Linked DNA regions of Mus musculus: regions 1, 2, 3, 4, 5 and 7 are each linked to region 6. The links are chromatin contacts, called in public ChIA-PET, HiChIP or PLAC-seq, Micro-C, capture Hi-C and promoter capture Hi-C maps. All regions are on one chromosome and are shown on one strand. Each heading gives the region's core, a stretch centred on a gene start, on an enhancer-like site or on the middle of the called end of the contact. The rest is flanking DNA. Distances are from core to core; before and after follow the strand shown. Region 1 holds the start of Ccdc69 (coiled-coil domain containing 69). Region 2 holds the start of Septin8 (septin 8). Region 3 holds the start of Irf1 (interferon regulatory factor 1). Region 4 holds the start of Slc36a3os (solute carrier family 36 (proton/amino acid symporter), member 3, opposite strand). Region 5 holds the start of Rad50 (RAD50 double strand break repair protein). Region 6 holds the start of Fnip1 (folliculin interacting protein 1). Region 7 holds the start of Anxa6 (annexin A6).

The links. Promoter capture Hi-C pulls out the DNA fragments that hold promoters and counts their contacts. A called contact is a pair of places that touch in the nucleus more often than the background predicts. ChIA-PET counts read pairs in DNA pulled down with a chosen protein or histone mark. HiChIP or PLAC-seq counts read pairs in DNA pulled down with a chosen protein or histone mark. Capture Hi-C pulls out chosen DNA fragments and counts their contacts.
Region 1: a promoter capture Hi-C map of pre-B cells shows a contact between it and region 6. The contact joins the promoter of Ccdc69 here to the promoter of Fnip1 in region 6. A contact is called at or near these places in 2 of 39 promoter capture datasets (liver and pre-B cells) and 2 of 115 datasets of contacts at active chromatin or transcription factors (large pre-B cells and memory CD8 T cells).
Region 2: a contact with region 6 is called in a capture Hi-C map of embryonic stem cells, with 5 times the contacts expected there. The contact joins the promoter of Septin8 here to the promoter of Fnip1 in region 6. A contact is called at or near these places in 1 of 484 Hi-C or Micro-C datasets (embryonic stem cells), 1 of 115 datasets of contacts at active chromatin or transcription factors (embryonic stem cells) and 1 of 9 other capture datasets (embryonic stem cells).
Region 3: a contact with region 6 is called in a Micro-C map of embryonic stem cells, with 5 times the contacts expected there. The contact joins the promoter of Irf1 here to the promoter of Fnip1 in region 6. A contact is called at or near these places in 1 of 39 promoter capture datasets (hippocampal neurons), 1 of 484 Hi-C or Micro-C datasets (embryonic stem cells) and 6 of 115 datasets of contacts at active chromatin or transcription factors (bone marrow-derived macrophages, embryonic limb bud, embryonic stem cells and 2 more).
Region 4: a contact with region 6 is called in an RNA polymerase II ChIA-PET map of memory CD8 T cells, with 13 read pairs. The contact joins the promoter of Slc36a3os here to the promoter of Fnip1 in region 6. A contact is called at or near these places in 4 of 115 datasets of contacts at active chromatin or transcription factors (the 230-238 cell line, memory CD8 T cells, regulatory T cells and 1 more).
Region 5: an H3K27ac HiChIP or PLAC-seq map of cardiomyocytes shows a contact between it and region 6, with 7 times the contacts expected there. The contact joins the promoter of Rad50 here to the promoter of Fnip1 in region 6. A contact is called at or near these places in 2 of 39 promoter capture datasets (hippocampal neurons and liver), 5 of 115 datasets of contacts at active chromatin or transcription factors (astrocytes, bone marrow-derived macrophages, cardiomyocytes and 2 more) and 1 of 9 other capture datasets (liver).
Region 7: a contact with region 6 is called in a promoter capture Hi-C map of pre-B cells, with 5 times the contacts expected there. The contact joins the promoter of Anxa6 here to the promoter of Fnip1 in region 6. A contact is called at or near these places in 1 of 39 promoter capture datasets (pre-B cells), 1 of 484 Hi-C or Micro-C datasets (hematopoietic stem and progenitor cells) and 3 of 115 datasets of contacts at active chromatin or transcription factors (large pre-B cells, memory CD8 T cells and thymic regulatory T cells).

Annotation. Positions count from the first base shown.
Region 1 is chr11:55,076,307-55,079,688 of GRCm38.p6, forward strand. It overlaps Ccdc69 (coiled-coil domain containing 69), which reads right to left and starts at 1,825. Exons shown (of 7, transcript NM_177471.4): 1 at 1,707-1,825. The coding sequence starts at 1,754.
Region 2 is chr11:53,518,381-53,521,729 of GRCm38.p6, forward strand. Septin8 (septin 8) reads left to right here and starts at 1,356. Exons shown (of 10, transcript NM_001347496.1): 1 at 1,356-1,659. The coding sequence starts at 1,630.
Region 3 is chr11:53,767,772-53,771,337 of GRCm38.p6, forward strand. Irf1 (interferon regulatory factor 1) reads left to right here and starts at 2,243. Exons shown (of 10, transcript NM_008390.2): 1 at 2,243-2,507; 2 at 3,513-3,566. The coding sequence starts at 3,518.
Region 4 is chr11:55,135,130-55,138,504 of GRCm38.p6, forward strand. It overlaps Slc36a3os (solute carrier family 36 (proton/amino acid symporter), member 3, opposite strand), which reads left to right and starts at 1,870. Exons shown (of 2, transcript NR_167707.1): 1 at 1,870-2,038. Slc36a3 (solute carrier family 36 (proton/amino acid symporter), member 3) reads right to left here. Exons shown (of 11, transcript NM_172258.4): 6 at 2,160-2,244; 7 at 130-348.
Region 5 is chr11:53,705,219-53,708,731 of GRCm38.p6, forward strand. It overlaps Rad50 (RAD50 double strand break repair protein), which reads right to left and starts at 2,101. Exons shown (of 25, transcript NM_009012.2): 1 at 1,709-2,101; 2 at 767-850. The coding sequence starts at 1,837.
Region 6 is chr11:54,436,358-54,439,779 of GRCm38.p6, forward strand. Fnip1 (folliculin interacting protein 1) reads left to right here and starts at 1,822. Exons shown (of 18, transcript NM_173753.4): 1 at 1,822-2,031. The coding sequence starts at 1,940. LOC115487771 (a long non-coding RNA gene) reads left to right here and starts at 2,038. Exons shown (of 2, transcript XR_003949675.1): 1 at 2,038-2,550; 2 at 3,274-3,422.
Region 7 is chr11:55,032,163-55,035,561 of GRCm38.p6, forward strand. It overlaps Anxa6 (annexin A6), which reads right to left and starts at 1,309. Exons shown (of 26, transcript NM_013472.5): 1 at 1,197-1,309.

The DNA of each region.
Region 1 (3,382 bases), core at 575-3,074, 640 kb after region 6:
CATCCTACCATTCGGCTCTCATAGCCTCTCTGAGCCTTAGGGGCCACACCTGTAATGCGTGGAAGCTTCATTCTACAGCTCAACCTGGTCCCCAGGACCTTCCTGGCACAGAACAGGAAGTGAAAATATTTAGGGAGTGTCATTATTGTGGTCTGACTCTTGTGACCTCCTGAACCTCTATTCTAGAGTTCTATCTCCCAGGGGTATTGGCAGACTGTGTAGATATACCGGGTGCTCACGACTTGACACCCGCATTGGAAATTAAGCAAAAAGCACCAACCAGGAGGGTTAGGAACAGGTGGGAACTTAGCCAAAAAGCAGCCCACTATCCAGCTCACAGGCACCGTGAGCAAAAGAACCCAACGAAGCTGCACAGGCCCAAGGCAGACATGGAGGCCCTTTGAGGCAGCAAAGGTGAAGGGCTTTGCAGTTATCAAGAAGCCCTTAGAAGCCAGGTATGGTAGCCCAGGCCTATAATTTCAACATTAGGGAGGCTAAGTAAAATTGAAAGTTTGGGGCCAATCTAGGCTACATATTGAGAGCTTGTCTAAAAAATCTGAACAAAAACATCCAGCCTGCTGTGGTGGGGAGGCTGGTAATCCCAGCATTGGAGAGGCAGGTGAATTAGCAGTGCAAGGCCAGCTTTGGCTACACATTAAGTTTAGGACAGCCTGGGCTACACCAGACCCTGTCTCCAAAAGTGGGGATGGGGAGAAAAATAAAACAATGAAAAGTTAGTCCAAGTGCAGGGGAGGGTTCAGAGAACACACACACACACACACACACACACACACACACATTGACAAAGTTAGGGGTAGATAAACAGAGGTAACAGGAAGACTAATGAGCTGAAGTTCCTTGCAAAATTAATCATTTTCACAGTGGGGACTGATGAAGTTCACGGGCTGTCCATCCCCACAAGGGGTGGAGAGACTGGCAGACAGGAAAAAACGACTAGGACTCTAGAGTGCCTGTTTCCTTCTCTGGGCCCCCGGCTGTCCTCAGTGGATTTGGCCCTGAATCTAGGCTCTGACCTCCTGACGTTTCTCAGACCTCAAGGGGCAGAAACCTGAGTCAGTCTCTTGGGCTCTAACCCAGCTTCAGGGCTCTGGGGCGGGAGGGACAGGAAGGAGGAGAGAGCTGCAGGAGACTACAAATCAACTCCCACTTTGGCTCCTCCCAGCTACCCTAAGGGCAGCCCACGCACCGCTCAGTTCCCGCAGGAAGCCCTGACCCGCTTCCTAGGCTCTAAAGGGTGCAGTGATCCCAGGCGAAACTCGTTAAGAGGCAGCCTGTGTCTAGCAGCCCTTGGGCAGACCAGGGAGTTGAGGTTTCCAACAGGTCTCAGGTGATGCTGGTGCTGTCCGGCTGTGGACCTATCAGAGATTGCCGGCCTTAGACCTTAGCTCAAGGCGCAGAGAGGTTAAGAACTCTGTCCTCTACTACACAGTGACAGCCCCACACTGAAGGCCACCTGCCACGGACACACCAGTCACCTCCCCGCGGGGACAGCAGGGTCAGCTGCAGTTTGTCTGGGACTGAGTGTGTTAACTCGGCTTCTGATTGCCGGGTCGGGCGGAGACAGAGCACCCCCACCCCCGCACCCCAATCTCCATGACTGCCCCCCCCACTGCTGTCCATCTGGTGTCCTCTGCTGTCCCTCTGAGCGCCCCCCAAGCAGACCTCCGTGTGCGGGCTCCCGGTACCTTCTCTGCGCGCTTGCCGCGGCTGTGCCGGCTTTGCCTGCAGCCCATCCTGCTTCGCGCGTCCCGCTGGCTGTGACTCTCAACCGCCCGGAGCTGCAGCCGCGCCGGCTGCGCGCCTTAAATGCCGGAAGAGCAGGGCCTGCGCGGGGCCCCGGCCGAGCCGGGGCCGGGCCAGGGCAGGTGCCAGCGGCGCTCCACGCCAGAAGTACCTGAGGCCGGGGCAGGAGAGATCCCCAGGAGCCACAGATGGTTCTCAGGACCCTCTGATGAGAAAGAGCTGAGAGGGAAAAGAACGAAAACAATTAAACCAGGCGTTGTGGCACACGTCTGTAATCCCAGTTCTGAGGAGGTGGAGGCAGGAGGATCACAAGTTCGAGGACAGTCTGATATATATAGGGGGTTTAAGACCAGGCAGGGCTACATGATAACCTGTCATACAAAGGGAACGGGGTTGGAGAGAGATCTTAGCAGTTAAGAGTATTTTTCTGCCCTTCCAGGGAACTATGGTTCAACTCCAGACACCCACATCGGGTGGCTCAAAGATGCCTGTCCGGCTCCAGCACATGGGCCTTTTAACCTCTGAAGGCACTGAGGGTGAGTGCCTATAGACCCAGCACTTAGGAGGCTGAGGCTGGAGTTTCAGGAAGAGGCTACAGAGTAAGTAAGAGCTTATCTCAAAAACAAAACTAACCAAGCAAGCAACCAAAAGAACAAGCCAGCTGCAGGCTCAGTGGGAAAGGCAGTTGCCTGTGATGCCGACTTGAGCTCCATCCCCAGGCCCCACTTGGTGGAAGGAGAAAAGGAACATGCATGCCAAGGCTCACACACTGCATTACCCATTCATAACTAAATCTACATTTCCTGAGCTGAAAAGGCCAATCAATTTGCAGTTCCAGGAGCCTGAGGCAAAAGGACAACCACAAGTTGGAGGTCAGTCTAGGCTACAGAGTGAGCCCTTGTCTCAAAAGAAAATGAATTAAAATTATCTCAGTGAGTAAAGGTGCTTGCTACTAAGCTGATGACCTAAATTCAATTCCCAGGAAAAAGAGAGCCAACTCCTGAAATTTGTCCTCTGATCTCCATATGTAGGCCATGTGCACACATGTGTGCACACACACTCACTCTCCCCTCTTCAATAAACAAATGAATAAATGAAATAAAAGTATACTTCAGAGAGGGACAATGCTGGTAGCAAGGCCCAGAGCCCAGGTCAAATGCTCCCCCAAACCTGGCTTTTGTAACACCCCTGCAAATAAATGACACCCACTTTCATTGTAAGCTTTCCACAAGGCTGGGCCAATAGCTTTCCCCAGCTCACAAGATCTGTGTGACATAGTCTTCTCTCCTCAGGACAGACACTGCAAGCTTGCCAGATGCAGTGGGAATGGGGACAATAGGGTCAGAATCTAGGACAAGAGACTCCTTTCTATCTTCTTGGAGTGCTCACTGGGAGCTGCACGTGGGAAGGCGATAACAGCTTTGAAAGTCAGCGCTCCAGAGTACTGGGCACAGGTTAGAAAATCCGTGTCAGGGTCACAAACTCTCTGAAAGTTGTATTGAAGAAAGAGACCCAGTGCAATGAATAACACATTCAAGGCAATGACCCTCCAAAGAGCAGAAAACAATATTGAGCTGGGCATGAGGGCTTATATTTGTAGTTCAAACAGCAAGAAAGC
Region 2 (3,349 bases), core at 106-2,605, 920 kb before region 6:
TGTGGGATGTGATTCAAACAGGAAAGTTCATCACTAATCCACCTCCCCACTCTAACCACTGTGCTGTGACCCCAGGTGTTTGTTTGCTTGTTTGTTTGGGGGGTGTCTTGTTTCTTTCTTTGGGGGGGGGTCACCAGACTGGCCTCCATTTTGTTTTATAATGGAGGATGACTAGAACTCTGAACTGTCCTGCCTCTAACTTCCAAATACTAGGATTATAAATGTGCCCCTCACATCTGGCTTATGCAGTGCTGGGGACAGAACTCAGGGCTTCCTGCACGCTAGCGAGCAAGCACTCTACCAAACTGAGCTGCACGGGGCCACATTTCTTGTCAGAGAACGTACAAGGAACAACAGCACGGTGGAGCATCCAACAAAATAAAAACACTGTTAAGAACTCCAAGATACTTCAGCTGGGTACCTTGGAGACAAGACATGGTTTGTAAAGAAAGAAGGGAAAAGCTTCTTCTCTCTTCAGAGAGAGAGAGAGAGAGAGAGAGAGAGAGAGAGAGAGAGAGAGAGACTGACTCTATGGAGGGGACAGGAAGTGTTCCACAGCACGGGGTGTGCCAAGTCCAGATGTGGTCTCCAGATACCTCCAGCAGGCATACGTTTCCACTGAGGGGAGGACAGGGTTGTTTCTCAAGAAGATATTGGGGGTGGGATGCACATTCGTGGGTAGTGGAGGGACAGAGGCAAAGTTTGCCTTACTATCAGGGAGACCTTAGGGAAAGGCAGGGAAAAGAAGACGGGGCGAGCTAGATCTTGTAGTCACTGAAAAAGTTTACGGAGCCTCTTGAGACGTTTGTGTAGGTTTTTTTTTGAGTGGTATGGTTGGCGAAGATGTGCGTACTGTGAGAACCAAGTTCCTCTCTGCATAATGCCATAACTCCAAACTCGTGGGACAAGCAGGGTGAGGATCACTAGCAGTATGCTGCGCATAGATGTCGAGTCCGCTTCCCAAACTGCATCTTTCTCCGGTTCATCATTGCGCAAGGAGCCAAAGGCTGCCTGGCAGGATGCACCGGTCCAGCCCAGGGCTCCCGCCCTAGCTCCAGCTTAGAGCATCAGGTGGGACCTATGGCACAGGCAGAAGAGGCTGAGGGATCTCTCTCGGACCTGCAGCGCATGAACCATCCGATCGGTGGTCCCAGTGCGTTTGCAGGTTCCTGTAGAGACAGTCAGCTTGGAGGCAGAACTCCCAGGGCACACGTAGCACCCCTCTGTGCTATGCACTAATCTGGCTTCCAAGGGACACTCAGCAGGCCTCGGAGAGGCCCGGGTCCCCCAGACGTGGCAGTCCGGGCCCCCCACCTCACAGACTACAAGTCCCAGCAGCACCCGCAGCTAGTACCTCCTGCCAAGCCGCGGAGACCCCCGTCGGTCCCAGCCGCGGGGAGTGCGCTGTGCTGGGGCCGAGCCGGGTAGGGAGGCCGGTCCCGCGGGCGGGGGCGGGGCCGGCTCCGCGGCTTCTCCCGCCGCCGCCGCCGCCAAGGGGAGTTTCCAGGAAGTGGCCATATTGGATCCATTCAGCCGCAGCCGCCCGGGCGGAGCGCGTCCCGCAGCCGGCTCATCCCCGCCGCGGCCCCGGCGTTCCCCGCAACCCGCCCGCCCGGTGCGCAGCTCGCCATGGCGGCCACCGACTTGGAACGCGTCTCGGTGAGGCCTGTGGCGCGCAGGGGCACGGGAGGGGGCGCGAGGCGGGCTGTCAGCACCGCGCGGCGGGGCCTCGAACCCCGGGACCCGGGAGCTAACCCCGGGAGGGTGTCTCAGAGTGTTGGGCTTCGCGCGATGTGAGCTCTTTCGCGGGAAGAAGCCAAGATCTGGGCTGATCGGGGCAGGTGTGAAGACAAGACTCGTGTCCAGAGGGGAGGATCCCGGACGCCCCCGACTCTTCTCTCCCAGGGTGTTCCTGCACCTCTGGGTACTTGCCTTTGCCGCGCAGGTGCTGTTATCTGGGTGCAAAGAGTGAGGATGGAGCCCCAGGGATCCAGGGATTTTTCTACCCCCCAGCACACACACACATTCCAGAAAGAGCTCAGGGGAGTTGCAGACTTTGGGTTGGAAGAACCCAGGCTCGCTGCTCATCTCCTCCACTGCCCTCCCGGGAACCTGGATCCTGGGTGCGACTCCAGACAGGTCCAGGGCCTCAGTGGTTGGCTCTGGCTCTGCGGCAGCCATTCCCAGGAGCTGAAGTGATTCCAGATCCAAACCATTGAGTGTTTGTTTGGGCCCCAGTCTGGACCTGCCTCTCTCTAGGCTGACGCCCCTTGGTGGTCCTAAGGGGGGTGTCTGTGGACTTGAGCCAGGCTATAGCATGCGGAGGGAGGCCTTTTGGGGGTTGTCTGCACTCTTGGTGTCTAAGGCTGGATTTGGGTGTGTCTGGGAGGCTAGGCTGTGACGGTGAAGGAAGCTGTGTCCTCTTGCCAGCATGTGAGGCCCTGGTCGACTGGAAGGGGAGGAGGGGAAGAGAGGGAGGAGGTGGAGGAGGGCCCAGGGCTGTTGGAGGGAGGGAGAATTCTGAATGTGTGACCGATAACGAATTGGTTCTGGGGCTAAATAAGGGAGCCAGGACTTATGTAATTTTGCTATAAATACTGTCATCTGAATTTATATATGCAAATTTCTTCTTTAATCTGAAAATACATTTGTTGGTCTTTGCGAATATGCATAACAAAGCAGGAGCTTTCATAATGTGTAGACTGGTGTGTTCTGTGCCCCTTGGGGAGGGGGCTGTGTGTCTGTTAAGTAAGTTTGACTTCATGGGTAACAGATGCAGAGGCTGGGCCAAACCAAGGTCCACTTCACTCCCGCGGCGTGAAATGCAGTACGTAAAATGGAATTTATGTACTGCAGGAAAACAGCTGAGTCCTTATAAACCTGCCTAGTGGATGGAGACCAAAAGGGGTGTGTGTGTGTGTGTGTGTGTGTGTGTGTGTGTGTGTGCCTGTCTGACGCTGTGTTTTCTGTGCTTAGCCGACCAGAAGGTGTGTCTGTTCTGTATTGAGGTCAGAGGTTTGTCTAGCAGTTGATCTTGCCGGATGAGAGTATGTGTAAAGCAGCCAGCATCAGTGGCCCGAGAGGATTCCTAGAGATACCACTTGTTGGTCATGGGACCTCTTGCAAGCTGTTTAACCCTCCGTGTTCTCATCTACAGAGTAAGAGAAAAGCGTATCTGCCTCATAGAGTTGTGTGGATAGTGTCAGGACATGATAAGGACTCAGTAAATACCCAGCTGGGTATGAGATGGCTGCAGAAAATGTGTTTGCCTTGGTCGCACCGTCGCCAGAGGTATCATCAGGGGGCCAGCTGAGCGTCCACATTGTACAGCTGGGGCTTGGGAAGACCT
Region 3 (3,566 bases), core at 993-3,492, 670 kb before region 6:
GCTGGGTGGTGTGGTACATGCCTATAATCTCAGCGCTTGGGTGGTAGACACAGATGGAGCTCTATAAGTTTGAGAGTACCCTGGTCTACAAAGCTCTAGGACAGTCAAGGCTACATAGAGAAACCCTGCCTAGACCCTCCCTCCCCCCCCAAAAAAAAACCATAGCCCTATACCCAATCATAGGCATATTATTTATAATTTTAAATCAAGTACCAGGCAAGATGGTGGTACCGACTTGTAATCCCAGCATTAGGAAATAGAAGCAGGAAGATGAGTTGTTTAAGGCTAACCCAGGCTACAGAAGACCCTCTTCCAAAAATAAATAAATAAATAAAAATAAATAAATAAATAAATAAATTTTAAAAAAGGAGAACCCCTAAAGTCAAAGTGGGAAAAACCTCGCATAGAACATTTAAAAGATGAAAATGGTCAGTTTCACTGTTAAATCGTAGCAGTGAGGGTGGGACAGGGACATCTCCTAAGCAGAAGACTGTTAGTGTGTGTGTAGAGACTTTGCTCACAGTGTTGTCTCTATTGGGAAAAGGTGGAAATAACCTAAATGTCCTACAACAGGGTATTTATCTATCGGGTAAATTTTTATTTATCCTTATGACAGAAAACAGGTACCCATCACTAACAAGGCTGCATATGGACATTCCAGGACACAGGCTGACTTTCATTATGTATACCCACACAGTTATTTTGATGTAATTTGTAGTCTCTGGTTGCTTTCAGTAGGGTCTCTGTGGGCTTCAAGAGTTACAAAGTTTCTCTCCCTAATCTCATTTTGAATTTTCCATTGGCTGGTCAGAGTGTCTCCACAGAGCAAGTATACATCTGTTGCACAGAGAGCAGGTGTCAGATTCAGAGTCATGTGATCAGAAGGCCCTGGTCTCTAGTGATTCTCTTAATTTGCGACTTCAAATACCTCCGTATTTATTCTAGAGTCTCAATTCCTCCTTCCAAATCCTCCTGCCACCTTGAATCTCCTAGCTCGTCTATGAGGCAGTGACGTTACAGGTACAATCGTCCATTGATGTGTGTATTACAGCTTGCAACATTCAAACTGGGTGCTGTCCTAGACGGACAGCTAGGGTGAGGAAGGTGACACAAGAGAATGACACGGTAGAGGACTGATGTACTTGTGAGTCAGAAGCTGCGAGGAAGCGAATGAAGAAGCCTGAGGGGCCAGAGTTCGGAGATGGAACATGTATACACTAGCCCAGCCGCTAAGAGAAAGAACAAACTGGCAAGGTTTACTCGTGAACACCAGTTAACCCGCTGCCCTTGCCATCCCCTTGGGACCTGGGTCCCCCCTTAGCCACAATTTCCCTATGCTGCCCAGAACTTCTCCAGAGCCAGGCTTTGGGGACTCAGAAATGACTTCAAGACTATCAGAGAGGAACTCTCTCCCTAGGGCTACGTCGAGGATGGAGAGCTGAAGTAGGTGTCATAGAAGGAACCACGGCCACTTCGGAATTTTATCCACTTCTTTGGTGTTAGGTAGTCCCAAGGAATAAGGGTCGCCTTGGTCACCGCTAGCTAGAACCTCGTGTGGCACAGGAAAGCACACCCGCATCTTGTGCCCATGTAAGCAAACACATCATCTCTCCCCATAAGGACAAGGTGTTCCCCCATCACTTCAGACTAGCAAGTGAGCTATTGACATTTTATGGTTACGGAGTCCTTGAGTCCTTCAACGGCTGGCCCTGCAGAGTCCAGGCTGGGAGTTCCTACTGCCCCGTATTTCCAAGTTAGGCCTTCTGCCTCAATTTCCCAGAGCAGCCAAGTGGCAAGTAAGGCGGTACAGGGACATAATCTCTCCCTTCTTGACACTTCATTACCAGACTGATTTTGAGGGTGATTTAGTCCCGGGGACCCTTCTGGAGAGGGAATCAGGTGTTCTAGAGACATAGGGAGTTAGGTGTCTCCCGTGGAGAAGGGGAAGACCATCATAGGAGCCAGCAGGCTGGGAGTCTGCAGAAAGAGGGGGACGGTCTCGGCTTTCCAAGACAGGCAAGGGGGCAGGGGAGTGGAGTGGAGCAAGGGGCGGGCCCGCGGTAGCCCCGGGGCGGTGGCGCGGGCCCGAGGGGGTGGGGAGCACAGCTGCCTTGTACTTCCCCTTCGCCGCTTAGCTCTACAACAGCCTGATTTCCCCGAAATGATGAGGCCGAGTGGGCCAATGGGCGCGCAGGAGCGGCGCGGCGGGGGCGTGGCCGAGTCCGGGCCGGGGAATCCCGCTAAGTGTTTAGATTTCTTCGCGGCGCCGCGGACTCGCCAGTGCGCACCACTCCTTCGTCGAGGTAGGACGTGCTTTCACAGTCTAAGCCGAACCGAACCGAACCGAACCGAACCGAACCGGGCCGAGTTGCGCCGAGGTCAGCCGAGGTGGCCAGAGGGACCCCAGCATCTCGGGCATCTTTCGCTTCGTGCGCGCATCGCGTACCTACACCGCAACTCCGTGCCTCGCTCTCCGGCACCCTCTGCGAATCGCTCCTGCAGCAAAGGTGAGCTCGCCGGAGCTGCGCGGGCACCGACGGGTGCCGTGGAACAAAAGGCGCACGGGACACCAGGAAGTGGGGGCCAGAGACACCCTGGGTCGCGGTGGCGCGCTGGCTCGGGAGGGCGCTGCAAGCGGGCGGGAGGCGGGCCGCGGCGTGCACCGCCCTCTGGCCGCGCTCGGCGGTCTGCGTGCGCGGAGCCGCTGCGGGGCCTCTTGGTAGCCCAGAGTGGCCGTCGCGCGCACCCGCGAGCAGCGCCGGGGGACTCGGATGTCCGCCTGCGCGCACTTTTGGCGGTCGCAGCTTGGCTCCCAGCTCTTGCTTTCGGACGCGCAGTGTTCGGTGCAGAGGTTGGCTCGCTGCCTTGACTGGCTGGACCGGGTCGTGAACTACTGGGCTTTCGGGAGGAGGTGCCACAGGTGTTGCTTGCGCCACTTCTCTTAACAGCAGGGGAAACCAGGCCGGAAGGGGTTGCGCCCCAGCCTGTATGTTGTGGGCACTGGCTGTCAAGAGGGGACATAGACTGGATTGGAGTGGGTGGGTAGAAGTGCCCGAGATGGAGGTTGACTTGCTTGCTTGCACAGCCTGGAAGGTGCAGGGCTGGGGGTGACAAGCAAAAGTAGTCCCTTCCTTCTTCCAAAGATTGAATTTTGAGAGAAAAGTTCTGTCATTGAGATGTCTGTCTTTTGGCTTTTTTTTTTTTTTTGCACATATATCCTGCAACCATCCATCCATCCAGACTTGCTTGGTTGTTTATTCCTGAGACTGACTGGGAGAGACTGAAAAGAATGGGCAGGTGGCTTTGCCCATGATGCTGGAGAGTTTCATTCTACTTCAGGGTCCCTAATCTATGACCTGGGTACCTGGCTGATGGCAGGAGAGTGGGGGAGGGTAATGACCTGGGTGTGAGGACAGGAGAAGGTAATTGAGCGAGCGGCCTTGGGTGGAGCAGGGCAGTGCCCAGGGTTGTTTAACAGACTCCAAACACAGGCCTCTGTCTTTTCCCTCCAGCCACCATGCCAATCACTCGAATGCGGATGAGACCCTGGCTAGAGATGCAGATTA
Region 4 (3,375 bases), core at 620-3,119, 700 kb after region 6:
CTAGCTTGTGGGACAGAAGTGTTTTTAGAATTCACCTAGGCTCAGAGCTGGGGACCGGCCACCTTCCTCATCTTCATTTTCCCACCTCAGAAACCCTGGACCCCGCCCCTCTTCTGTGTGGTTTCAGACCTGGATGAGATACTCGAAGATCAGAGCCAGGCTGCTCAGGGTGGTGATGGTGGCCAAGGTAGAGAAGATGGACAACACCTGTGGGTTCTGGATGAGCACCAGCAGGATGAGGAAGGGCAGGATGGTGAGCATATAGAAGCGAGTGTCCAGGATGGAGGTCATCACCAGGCTCTGCCTCGGCTGGCAGACGTTGGAGGTGAAGTGGGCTTCTTCCATGATCTGCCAGAACGACACAGTGAAAGGCAGGACGTCAGTCGTGAGTCACTGAGAGTCATTTCAATTAGGATTTCAGCTCATCGACTGAAAACTTACTGCCACAGTAGAAAAGACATTATTCACGACTTGTGTGACATTTCAGTATAGCCAGATATCTTTTTTTTTTCCGGTGCTAGAGGGATGGCTCAGTGGCTAAAAAACACTGGTTGCTCTTACAGAGGACATGAGTTTCATTCCCAGTACCCACACTGTGGCTCACAGTTCCAGGAGTGCCAATACCTTCCTCTGACTCTCATGAGTCTGTAGTGCACATATATTTATGCAGGCAAAACATTCATGCACATAAAATAAGTGAATCCTTAAGACATTTTTAGATTTACTTAATTTTATTTGTATGAAATGTTTGCCTATACATCATGTACATGCCCAGTCCTGGAAGAGGCCAAAAAAGGAAGTCAGGTCCCCTGGAGCTGGAGTTTCAGATGGCTTTGAGCCACCATGTGGGTGCTGAGAACCGAACCCAGGTCTATATCCTCCGAAAGAGCAACAAGTGCTTTTAACTGCTGAGCCATCGCTACAGCTGCATCAATACGTGTCTTCTCTGTGTCTCTGCACTCATGTGTGTGGTGCTGGGGGCTCCAGAGGACAAAATCAGTAATGTTCCTCAGATGTGGCCCTCCTTGCTTTTGAGAGAGGGTCTCTCATTAGCCTGGTACTGGGCAAGTTAGGCTAGGCTGGCCCTCCAGTGAGCTGCAGGTATCCGTCTGCTTCTGCCTCCTCAGCACTGAATTACAGCTGCAGGCCAGAAAGCCTAGGTTTTTTTTTTTTTCTTTTAGATTTATGTATTTATTTTATGTATGAGAGTACACTGTAGTCAGACACACCAGAAGAGGGCATCGAATCCCACTTCAGATAAATAGTTGTGAACTACCATATAGTTGGTGGAAATTGAACTCAGGACCCTTGGAAGAGCACTTGGTTCTCTTAACTGCTGAGCCATCTCTCTAGCCCAAACCTGGCTTTTTTTTTTTTTTTTTTTTTTTTTTTTTTTTAAATATGGGGATCCTGGGAGATGGTACCCAGGCCCTTGGGCTGGCAAGACAAGCAGACAAGCACTTTAGACAGGGTCTCGCATATCCTTCAGAGTTGGCCTCAGCCTTGCCGCATAGCTGAGAATGACCTTGAACTTTTGATCATTCTGCTTCTGTTTTCCAAATGTTGGTGTTATGGATGTGAACCTCTGTGTCTGGTTTTGGGTGTCCTGCATTTTACTGGGCAAACCTAACCGCCTTACTGTAGTGCGTGTGATTCTGACGATGGGAAACATTGAGCATCCTGAAGCCCAAAGGCACAAGGCTCTTTCTGTCTGCTAGACAATCTCTTCTTCCCTGTGAAGTGGTGGTTTCCCCGCTCACATGACTAGAAAGGAGTTTCTGTTACATTAGCACATCCTTTTTAGACTTTGTGGGTGAAGCGGGGCGGGGCTGAGCATTGAGCATCCTCTGCTCAAACAGTCCCTCTGTTACAAGGCACACTGTTCTTCCTGTCTGGCTGGGTGTGCTCCTCTGTCTCACAAAGCTGTTGTAAAAGAAGGCTCTGTCTGACTTGCCTGCATTAGGAACGAGATGAGGGGAACGTGACCGCTCGTTAGATATCTTGGATGTGACAACTTGAGATGCTTTCCAGCCTAAAGGTTAGGGGCTTTGGCTTTGCTCTGGTCTCAACTGTGGTCTAATATGGGCAGACACTAACAGCCCCAGCATCGGGAGGTCTGCTCTCCTCCCACCCACTCTGCCCAGAAGACCCCTCTTTACCTGTTGTAAGTTGTCCGCCAGAAACATGAAGTACACGCTGCAGAAGCCCAGCTGAGTGACGATCAGCAGGAAGCTCACAACGTACCTGGGAAGGAAGACAAGGACAAGGGAAATAAGTTACTGTTTAGGATGGATCTCATTTTCTTTTCTTTTCTTCTTTCTTTTTTCTATTTTTTAAAAAAAGATTTATTTATTTGTTATATGTGAGTACACTGTAGCTGTCTTCAGACACCCCGGAAGAGGGTGTCAGATCTCATTATAGATGGTTGTGAGCCACCATGTGGTTGCTGGGAATTGAACTCAGGACCTTTGGAAGAACAGTCAGTGCTCTTAACCGCTGAGGCATCTCTCCAGCCCCCCACCCCTTTTTTTTTTGATTTCCTTTTCAAAACAATTATTTCTGATGGTTTTATTTTGAGAAATGTCTGACCCACAGAAAAAGTTGGTTGTACAAGAGAAATTAACAGCCATAAACTCTGGCTTTGGAGAGTTAGTTTTTTGAGATAGGGCCTTGTGGTGCCCAGGCTGGCCTCTGATTAGCCAGATAGCCAGTGTGACCTTGAAAACCTGATTTTCTTGCCTCTACTCTGATAGTGCTGGTGTTACCACAAAGCCAGTGTGACCTTGAAAACCTGATTTTCTTGCCTCTACTCTGATAGTGCTGGTGTTACCACAACCACCCACATCCATTTACTCTAATGAAATTCATTTGTAGTTACCTTTGGCCTTGAATTGCATTCTGGGTATTATAGTCACAACACACACACACACACACACACACACACACACACACCCCACACTCCCCAAAAGTACTCAGTTCAATTCAGTTCATTTCAATGATAATTTCCGAAGTCATGAAATATCTACTTGAAATACCATAGGCATATTTCTCTTAGTTCTTAATAGTCAGAAATCAACTAACAACAAATATGTAATTTATATATTTTAATTATTTTACAAATATCTCTTTCTTTGAGGGGGAGGGCATAGTCTCACATAGCCAAGGCTAGCTTTAAACTTCATATATAGCCCAGACTGCCCCTGAATTATTAATTCTGCTGCCTCTACCTTCTAAGTGCTGGGATTGCAGGTTTGCCACTGTATCTGACTTAACTTTTATTTTTTTTTTGTTAAAAATTTTCCAAAGCTTTATGTTGTGTTTGGCTGTACCTCTTTTGTCTTTTTTTTTTCCATGTGGAATATTTTTGCACATTTT
Region 5 (3,513 bases), core at 851-3,350, 730 kb before region 6:
CTGCGGCACTACATAAATTCACATTCTTGTTGCATATAGATATGCAAAACATATTTATATGTAAAACATCACAATCCAAACAAGGCATTCCAAAGATTTACATCACGGTAGACTATGGTGAAAAACTAAAAGCAATCTAACTGCAAATAATACTGCAACTATTAATGATTTTATATAGCATCACAAATTTCAACTAAAAGACTCCAGCTAAATTAAAAAAAAAAAAGTCTAAAGATTGAAACATCCCATACACCAAGATTAAGAAATCATTATAGTGGTTTTGCTTTCTTCTTCAAAACTTCCTTTTATTATTTGTTATTATTATTAGAGGTGTGTGTGTGTGTGTGTGTGTGTGTGTGTATGTGTGTATGTACACGCGAATGTCTGTGCATGACACAAGGTCAGAGAACTCATTGTGGAGTCAATTCTCCCCTCACCCTTCTTAAGTTTGACCCTGGCGTGACCAGCAAATGTGTTTACCTGCTCTTGTCAGCCCTATTGTGCTTTAATAACTTCACACTGTATGACAGTGCTCTGGGGGGAAAACCCCGAAATGTACCATTAGATAGGACTATGATCTCTGCTGGGTTAAACAGTACATAGGAAAATAAAAATGCCAACAATGGTTATCACTGGGTGCGTCCACTGCAGGTGACCATCTTCTCTGCATACTTTCCACTCTAAGGTCCTCTACAATAAGCAACCACTACTTTTAGAATTATAAAAATTTAATTCTTAAAATACAAAACTTTACAGACACCATTACCTTGGGATCATGAACAAATGTATTTCCTTTGGTTCCAGGAGGGAAATCTCCAGTACAAATATACTTTAGACATTCAATGATGGTCTAAAAAAAGAGCAAGTTGTGTGTTATTTAGTGATGAGAACCACAGTAGTTTATGACAAATATTCATTCACAGCCAGGTGTGGAGGTGTGTATCTACAATTCTAGCATTTGGTGGACAAGAAGATCAGGTCAGCCTAAGCTATGTGGGATGCTGTGTCCAAAATAAATAAATTAAATAATAGCAAAAAATATGTATACATGTAGCTAGTGATTATAAGCGCTTTATTATGTCTTCCTTCCAGGAGATCAAGGCTAAGAACAGACCTGGTACAATGTCAAGTAACATTTCCACATAAAAGTCCACCTCCTGACATTCAACATCCAAGTTGGTATTTCTGGCTATCTTGCAACTTATTGTGTAGATCAAACTGGCCTCAAACTCATAGAAATGGGCATGTCTCTGCCAATCTAGGATTAAACGAGTGTGTCACAACGCATTGCCCAAATCTTCAGAAGTAATAAAATAATTTTCCAGCGTTAGGGCTACTCTATCAGCTTCATGTCCACAATAAGTCTTTTTTTTTCCATCGTTATGTTTTACCAGTAGACATGTTTTGCAACTCTAGGTTACCTATCTCTCATATTTAAAAAAAAAGCTTTTTGGAGGGGCTTTTGGGAGGTCCCAGTTGGGCACAGGTAGGTGGCGAGAGTCTGCTACGCTTCCGGAACTAGGGGGCGGGGCTGGGAAGCAGGGGCGCAGCCGGCCTTCCCCGGGAACGAGATGCCAGAGCGGAGCGCACGCGTGGGCTTCCGACACTCCGAGTTGCTGGGCCGGACCGGCTCTGAGGTCCCCGAGGCCCACGCAGCGCGCAGGGCGACGCCCTAAACACCTTCTGGGGCCCTCGCCTCAGGACTTACCGTCTTCCCCGCCCCATTGGGTCCAACCAAAATTGTGAGGGGGCTGAAGAAAGAGATAATCTGCTTATCTTTATCCTCTATCCCAAAACTTCGCACGCCCAGAATGCTCATCTTTTCGATCCGGGACATGTTTGCACCACGTTCCTTTACTCAGTGCCAGGGGCGAGTTTTAACCTCAAGGCGGAAGCTGGGCAAGCCGGGAAGGAACGCCGCGAGAGGACCCAAAAGTTCCGAACACGCGCTGCGAGCAGGAGCTCCGGTGGCGAGAGCACTTCCGGCCCCGCGGGCTTCGGTTTCCCGGGAGGGCGCGGGCCGGTTAGGGTCTGCACAGCCCAGAAAAGCCAAGCGAGCCAGCAACCGTAAGCTCGCACATTCCCGCCTCGCACGACCTGGGGTCACGTGGGGGCGGGCGCGTACTTGTCCACGCCTCTCGCACGCCCGGGGCATGCCGGGAAGTGGGAGTCCTAAGCAACACGAGCAGGACGAGTAGCTGTTGTCTTTTAGAAGTTGGGCAGGGAGGCAGCTGCCACCTATCACTGTTTGCTTTGACGTTTTGAGATCGGGTCTAGCTCTGTAGGCTCGAACTTGCGATTCTCCTGCCTCAGTCTTCCAAGCGTCGCTATTACAGAGCCTCCTAGCCCATCTTAAGTAGCGAAGACCATACTTTACGTCCACATTTGGATCCCTGGACCGCATGGGTAGGCTGGGGTGCAGTCGGAGACCCCAGTTAGTGGTTTGTTAATGACATCTACTGTACGGACAGTACTGTTTAACAGCGTTTTTCACTGTCACTTTTTATTATTATTATTATTTTTTTTTTTTTTTTTGGTTTTTCACTTTATAGTGGCGAGTAGTTTCTCTTGATCACGTGACTGTGGTGCTGCCATTACAATAGACTGCACTCTTGTATATATTTTTCCTTTAGAATAAATCAGTTTTCATTTCTACTAAGCTGTAAATGTTGCTAGTTAATGCTTACATAGGCTTGTGTTGAGATCCTTGCAGAGCTAATGGTTTTGTGAGCTGGAGAGGTGGCTCAGTGGTTAAGAGCACTTGCTCTTGCAGATTGTCGGGGTTCAATTCCCAGCACCCACATGGTGGCCCCAACCATCTGTAATTCCAGTTCCAGGGGATCTAACACCCTCTTCTGACCTCCCTGAGTTCCAGGCATAGACATGCTGTAATACATGCAGGCAATACACAAAGTATATATGTGTGTGTAGGCTTTTTTTAAAGTTTTGCCACTGAACTATTAGTAACATATACAATGCCTCCACCCTCAGCAGTATTTAAAAGTGCAAAAGGAGTTTAAGACCAAAAGTTTGTGGACCCAAAACCAGATGCTGTTCCAAGACAGGGTTCTTATAAGTAGGAAGAAAGTCCGCTCCTGTCAACAAGGTCACAAGGTAGGAATTAGGTAGAAAGGGGCTGGCTATGGAGGCTCAAACCTGTAATTCCTGCACTCAGGTGAGTGACTGAGGCAGGAGGATGCCTTTCACTGTTAAGTGTGGACTAAGAGTGAGACCCTGTCTCATACAAAAATAAAAGGCTGGCCTGGCGTGCCCAGCCCTGATTCATAGATCAACAGCACAACTCTTGGACCTAGGCTCACAGAACATGTCAGAAGAGGGGGTGAAGAGATTGTAAGAACCAGAGGTCCAGGAAACCTGTGAGATTGTGTCTCCTAGAAATGACAGAAAATTTCACACATGATACCATAGCAATATGGCTGCCTAAACAAGACCTGAACAAGGACAGCATCAGTAGACATGCTGACATGGAAAGGGAGCCCATAGAGAACTACA
Region 6 (3,422 bases), core at 572-3,071:
GTAACACTAATCACTTTCTGCAATTACCTTACCATTTACAGTCTTCTTGCTTATAAAATTAACTTTTCTGTTGTTAATGTTGATCCCCAGTATACAGAACTTAAATTTGTGCAATGAGCAAATTTATTTTTTGATTCCCTGTGTAGCCATGGCTGTCCTGAAGCTCACTCTGTAGACCAGGCTAGTCTCAAACTCACAGAGATCCACCCTCTTCTGCCTCCAGAGTGTTGAGATTAAGAGTGTATGCCACCACTGCTTGGCTGCAAATTCTCGTTTTAGTTATCTATAATTAGTGCTTTTTAAATGTCTTGTGTACTGGAGCGGTGGAGACAGGAGAGTGAACTGGAGACTTCTCCCTCCTCCTCCAACACCTTCAGAAGGCAGCTCTGGAGATGAAGTGCTTGCTGTGTGAACAAGAAGACCTGCATTCCATTCCCAGAATCTACTTCAAGGATGGGCAAAGGAATGCAAGGTTGTGATTCTTGTGCTGTCAAAGAAGATGAAGCAGAAAGGTCATCCTACACTACTTGGTGAGCTCCAGGCCAGCAAGAGACCCTGTCTCAATAAATATAAAAAAGTCTTGTAACATGAGACTTTGTAACATGTTGTAACAGCTCAACATGCTGACCAGTGATAAATTATTAACGATATAAAAATATCCTGCTAATTTTTCTTTTATTCTTTTGTTTTGTTTTCTTGTTTTGTTTTTTCGAGACAGGATCTTTCTGTGTAGCCCTGGCTGTCCTGGAACTCACTCTGTAGACCAGGCTGACCTTGAACTCAGAAATCTGCCTGCCTCTGCCTCCCAAGTACTGGGATTAAAGACGTGTGCCACCACTGCCCGGCATTTTTTCTTTTTCCCATGTAAATAAGGGCTACTTATTTATTTTTTTTCAACTGCAGATCAGCTGACAACTTCTTAAAGATTTGGTTCCTATGTCTAGCTAAGTGAAATTCTCAAGCGTCTTTGTCTACCCTTGCAAACATACACCAGTATTTCCCCACATTCATCCACATTTCTCAGAGAACTTCATTCCACTGTACGAAATCCCTCATCCTGGTAAACGGATGACGAATTTGATCTGAACACTGATGGTTTGATAAGACTGGAAGGATGTTCGTGAGCTGTATTTTCCGTTTTGAGAGCAGTCTTGCCATTTGGTAACAATGTTACAGTTCCTCCTTTCCTCATACCCAGATATTAAAGATATACAGCTTTGTTTCATGGAAGTTCTGATTGTCTCTCTTAGACATTTTGCTAAACTTCTTGTTTGGTGATGAGGATCAAACCCAGGGCCTCTAACTACTGAGCTCTTTAACCGCAGTCTTTCAAATTCTAAATACTTAGCATAAAGGGTTAGATATTTTTAGATAGATGTCTTTTTTTTTTTTTTTTTTTTTTTTTTTTTTTTACGGCTGCTTGCCTCTCTTGGTTTTGCTTGTGATCTTTTTGGTTACCAAGGAGATCGAGCCTGAGCCCCCAGTCGCTAGATCTTCCTAGAGACTAAGTGCGGGCGTCAATGGAAACCGCACCTCAAGTCACAGACCTAGGTCTCCTCCTAGAGCCCTAGCAGTTTGGGAGGGTCAGAGGCGGGCCTGGGTCCCAGAGGCTTTCTCTTGCCACCCAGCCGCGCGCGCCCTCGCACGCCCCGCCCCGTGAGAGGCCGCGTGACGGACCCGTGAGCCAGCCAATGGCAGGCGGCCCCGCCTCCCCACCCCCACCCCGCCCCCCGCTCAGTTTGCTGCCACGTGATACGGCTCGTCGCCAGCCAATCGCCGCGACCTCAATCTCGCGCTCCGCCCCGCGCGCCGTGGCCGTTTGAAGTGACTAATTTCTGTCATATGACTGAGGCGCCCATGGGGGTGGCGGGGTGGCGGTAGGAGCGGGGGGCCTCCTGCGAGCTCCCAGCCGAGCGACCCCAGTCTTGCGGCGGCCAGCATGGCCCCCACCCTGTTCCAGAAGCTCTTCAGCAAGCGGAGCGGATTAGGCGCGCCGGGACGAGACGCCCGCGACCCGGACTGCGCGTTCAGGTGAGGCGTCGCGGGCCCCCGAGGGGTCGCGGCCTCGGGCGGGGCGTGCGGTCCCCTGCCCTCTTCGCTAGGCTGTTTATGCCCCGCCCGCGCCACGCGCCGCGTCCCCAGCCCCAGCACGGCGGCCTCGGGAGGCTGTCGGTCCGCACGCTGCCCGGGCTGCGACCTCACCGCAGGCCTCCGGGGCCCGGCCGGGAGCTGCTGTCTCCCTGTGATCCGCAGCCCTCGGGTGGCTTTGTGCAGACTGTCGCGCGTTCGGCCAACCTGCGGAGCACTGAGGAGGCTGGAGGAGCGAGTGGGCAGGCTGGCGGTCTGTCAGGCTTCTTGGAAACTAAAATTGGAGCTGTGCAGTTCTCTTGCCGAGCGACCTTAGTGTTATCGAAGGAGAAATGCGAAACCGAAGTGGTTAGGGTTACTACTGACCAGACTCGAGGAGGACTTGCGGTAGAACTTACTGTCGAATTTTCTTTCCCTTCTTACACCTGTTACTGAAAAGGAGTTTCTTGCAAATGGAAAACGGTAGCTGTGTGTGTGTGTGTGTGTGTGTGTGTGTGTGTTTGTTTGTGATTGCATGCTTTGTTTCTTTCTGATTGCAGTACCTGTTGCTGGTACAGTAACTTTTTAGAATTGTCAGATATATAGAAGCTTAGCTCAATGGTTAAATTCAGCCGTGGAATTGTATTTGAAGAAGATATTGTTTTGTCTTCCATAATGCGCTATGGAAACTTTCGCATGTAACTAGGCCAAATGTCACATATCAGACAAACTTGGCTGTATGGCCGAGAACTCAGTTGTACAGTAATAGTAAAAGGGAAACAGTGTCAAATTTTGCAGCAAGCCCAAGTATCAGATGACTGCACTACATAAGTCTTAGAGGCTTTAATATTTTTCAAATTATCCACGCTGTCAATAATACAGATCCCATCAGGAAACAATGTGTGAGATTGAATATCAAATGGCAAGTAATTTAACTGATATTTAATGGGAGAAAAAGGTCAGTTACCGTTTTGGAAACAAGCTTAACAAAAGAATTTTCATGGCAGTGGCTTTTCTTCGTAATGGGAAGTAAATGTCTTGTGCCGTAGTCATCTGACAGTTGTTTTTCCTTTGAAAAGCGAAAGTGCAGATAACACCAGATAATACACCGGGACACCTAGGAAAACCAGAGACCCGGGAAGCAGCCTCTGGAGAGAGATTTAAAAGATAACATTTGAATAGACCACTGTTTCTATTTCTGTGCAGAGACTGACTTTGGGTAACCAAGATTACAAGAGTCTCAATTTGTTAATGTGACCAAAATCTACTTTTTGAGTAAGTGTTCTATATGGTTGTGTAAGACTTTACTGCTGCCAAAGAACTTTCCCATCAGTTATCTCATTTCACAGTAACCT
Region 7 (3,399 bases), core at 59-2,558, 600 kb after region 6:
CACACCCCACTCCCAAATCTGAGAACAGTTGAATTGGCGGGGGGGGGGGGGGGGGGGGGGCACCGGAAGTGGCGGCCACCTCAGCAGACCACTATGGGGAACAAGGGCCCAGAGAGAAAAGAAGTCCTTCCAAGTGTCCCAGGCAAGCTGCAACTCATGGATATGGGAGAGGATTGCCCAGGGTCTTCCTGCAGGGCTTAGGGCCTGCAGCCAGAACATCAGGGCATACAGGGGCTGAAATAGTTCCCGGGGGATAAGAAAGGCTGGAGAGTCAAGCTATTCTGTCGGAGAGGTGGGCTCAGCAGCTTCAAGATGTGATCTGGCCAGGTGAGGTGAAATGGAGGGCAGATTCTAAGGGAACACCAGGATCCCCTACAAATCCTGGAGCCATATGCCCAAATTTGGAAGTGTCTAGTAAGACCCACCAGAGTTTAGACAAAAGGGGGTGGGGCGGGAGTGGGGCGGGGGTGGGGGGAAGCAGAAGCCAGATTCTCTCTAAAGGAGAGTTTCATCGACCACACCTGTACTCAAGATTCCCCAACCAGCAGCCAAATCAAACCCACTTTCATAGGACTGAAAGCGGGGGTTATCAACACTTGTGAGATGGGGGCTCAGAGAGGGAAAGGCGGCTGGCTCAAGGCCACACTGCAAGTTGGTGGTGGGATCTGGATTCGAGGTCAGTAGGAAGCATCTAACTAAGACCCTGAAAAACTGGGAAGGAGCCGGGTTGGCTTAGGAGAAGCAAAATTCAGAGTGGGACCTCTGCATCTTGCTAAGAGCCTCTGCGGCTCCCGGAAAGGTGAGCATCTCCGGAAAGACAGCAGGTCCTTCCTCTGACCCGCATCAGGGAGCCTTTCTCCCGGACCACACCACGAACCGTCTGGTGCTCAGCAGACTGTTCAATTCCTCAAGCTCTCCAAGTTGAGTAACTCACAGCCTCCCGCGAGGGTCACCAAGTTTTTCCACTACTTTAGACAATTAGGCTCCTGGGTCTTGGACCACACCCTCGGCGGGGCCGGGCGGGGGGCACCAGCTCCCCTCCCCCCTCAGGGTGCTGTCAACCAGCGCCAGCACTTTGGGTTCCCTCCCGGGACACACCCAGCCGCGACACCCCGGGGTGACCGCACACCAGCATGGACCCGACCAGGTCCCTTCAGTCCTGGACCCCGTGTCCCGCAGCGACTCTGCACACTCACCGCGCTAGGGAGGCCTCAGATCAGGGCGTATGGACAGACGCAGCTCGAAGCCCGTTAGCCTAGCAGCAGCCGCAGCGCAGGCTGGGCGCACGGTGGAGGGGGACACGTGGCGCGCAGGGGCCAATCGGATTCGCTCGCTGCCCGCCCCGCCCTGTCCAGCCCCACCCCGAGTGCTTCTTTTTTGGAGTTTGGGTGTCACCGGCTGCAGGGGAAGGGCATGGGGGAGGGCGCCCTCGGGGGAAACCTGCCACCTCTTACCTGGGTCGTTTCTGACCCCAGCCCTGACGTCACCTCCAGAGGGTAGGGGATTTGGCAAAGGTCACGCTGCCACCCAGAAATAGAAGTCAAATTAATGTCCTGTTCTGGACACATTCTCCAACATTCCTGCTACTCACCAAAGCTTTGTTGAGAAATTTGAAGCTTGCCAAAATTGAAGTTGAGACCTTACCTGACTGATCAGATTTCACGCCTTCCTGCCCTATCGGGTCACAGGCGTAGTCACCTACTTTGCAAGGAAGGAAAGACCAGAGAAGACCGCGCCTCGCCCAGGGTCACTCAGCTTGCAGATTGTGGGGTTGGAAATCTAATTTAGATTTGGCCTTGGGGAGTGGGTTCTGGTTGAAGAGGGAGTGATAGGAGGACCAGAAGTTGTCATCCAGGTCTGTGTGGAAAAGCGGTACAACCTCTGGAAAACAGATAGCCCAGCTTTGATAGAGAAATCTCCCTCAACCCCCAACCCCCGCCCCCACCCCGCCCCCACTGCCTGGTGGCCACAGCGGACAGCAGACTTCTGTTTGTTAATAAGTTCCTTGAGTTTCTTTAAAGGGTCATCCTCAGGAGCCAACTAGCTGCCTCAGAAGGCCAAGGTGCTTGCTGCCCTACAGGGGGCTCGCACATATTTTTTGCACTTCAATAAAGAAAATGTAATTTTTAAAAGTTAAAAGTTTAAAAAATATTATCTCCAGAATCTGTCACTCGTTCAGAGAGTAGTAAGCATCTTCCAAGATCTAGTTGGAAAATTGTCCTCCGTTTGTTTGTTGCTTGTTTGTTTTTCATTTCACCCAAAGAACACTTACTGAACCTCTGGTGCAAGCTAGAGCAAACTGAACAGGTGAGCTCTGCTGCCCAGCCCCACCCTTGGGACCTGCCAATAGACAGAGGTTTAGATTTCTCTATGGGAAGCCTGGGGCTAAGGTGGAGGAAGCACTTGGGGCAAAGCAAGTGGGGCAGTGTCACCTTCAGAACGAGAATGATGCCATTACAACTTTTGAGAGGAGCAGATTATCAGCAGAGCCTGCATCCCAGCACTGAGAGGCTGGAGCAGGAGGATCCGGAATTCAAGGTCATCACTGGCATCAAGGCCAGCCTGGGCTACACGAGACTGTCTCAGAAAACATGCAATAATAATGGTCTGGGGGTTGTGGCTCAGTTTGTAGAGTGTTTGGCATGCACGAAGCCCTGGGTTGGATAGCCAGTACCACATGAAATCAGAATTACGGGTTCATACCTGTAATCCCAGCACTCAGAAGCATCAGAAGTTCAAGGCCATCTTCAACCACATAGCAAGTTCAAGGACAGCCTGGGCGACTCTCTCAGAAAAAAATCAAATAAATAAATAGGTTGGGGAAGAAAACAGAAGAGGGCTGGCCCTGCCTGACAAGATGGGGTCCGTGGTCTCCCTGCACACAGTTGTAACTGCTGTCATTCACTGGGCATTTTCCATCAGTCATAAGGTTCAATATTCCACCCTTGTTTTAAATTAACATACTTGTGTGCACATGTGTGGGTGCACGTGTGTGGGTACAAGTGTGCACATGCACATATACTCACTTTTGTGCACAAGTGCTATCATCGCATCCATACAGAGGTCAGACGATAACTTGCAGGACTTGGCCCTCTCCTTCCCCCATGTAGGTTCTGGTAATAGAACGCAGGTTGTCAGGTTTGGGGGCAAACTTCCTTACCTGCGGAGCCATCCTGTCATCCCTGTATATCCTTTAACTATGTTGTCATATCTAATCCCAGGGTTTCGTCAATTAGATGGTTATAATTATTTATTCAGCACCTGCTATGTGCTGGGCCCTATTTCAGAAGGTTTATCAACAAACTAATATCTCAGTTGTCATAGAACCTGCATCCCAGCCCAGAGGGGATAGATAACAAAGCCATGGCAAACGTGACAACATGTGAACAGGGCCAAAAA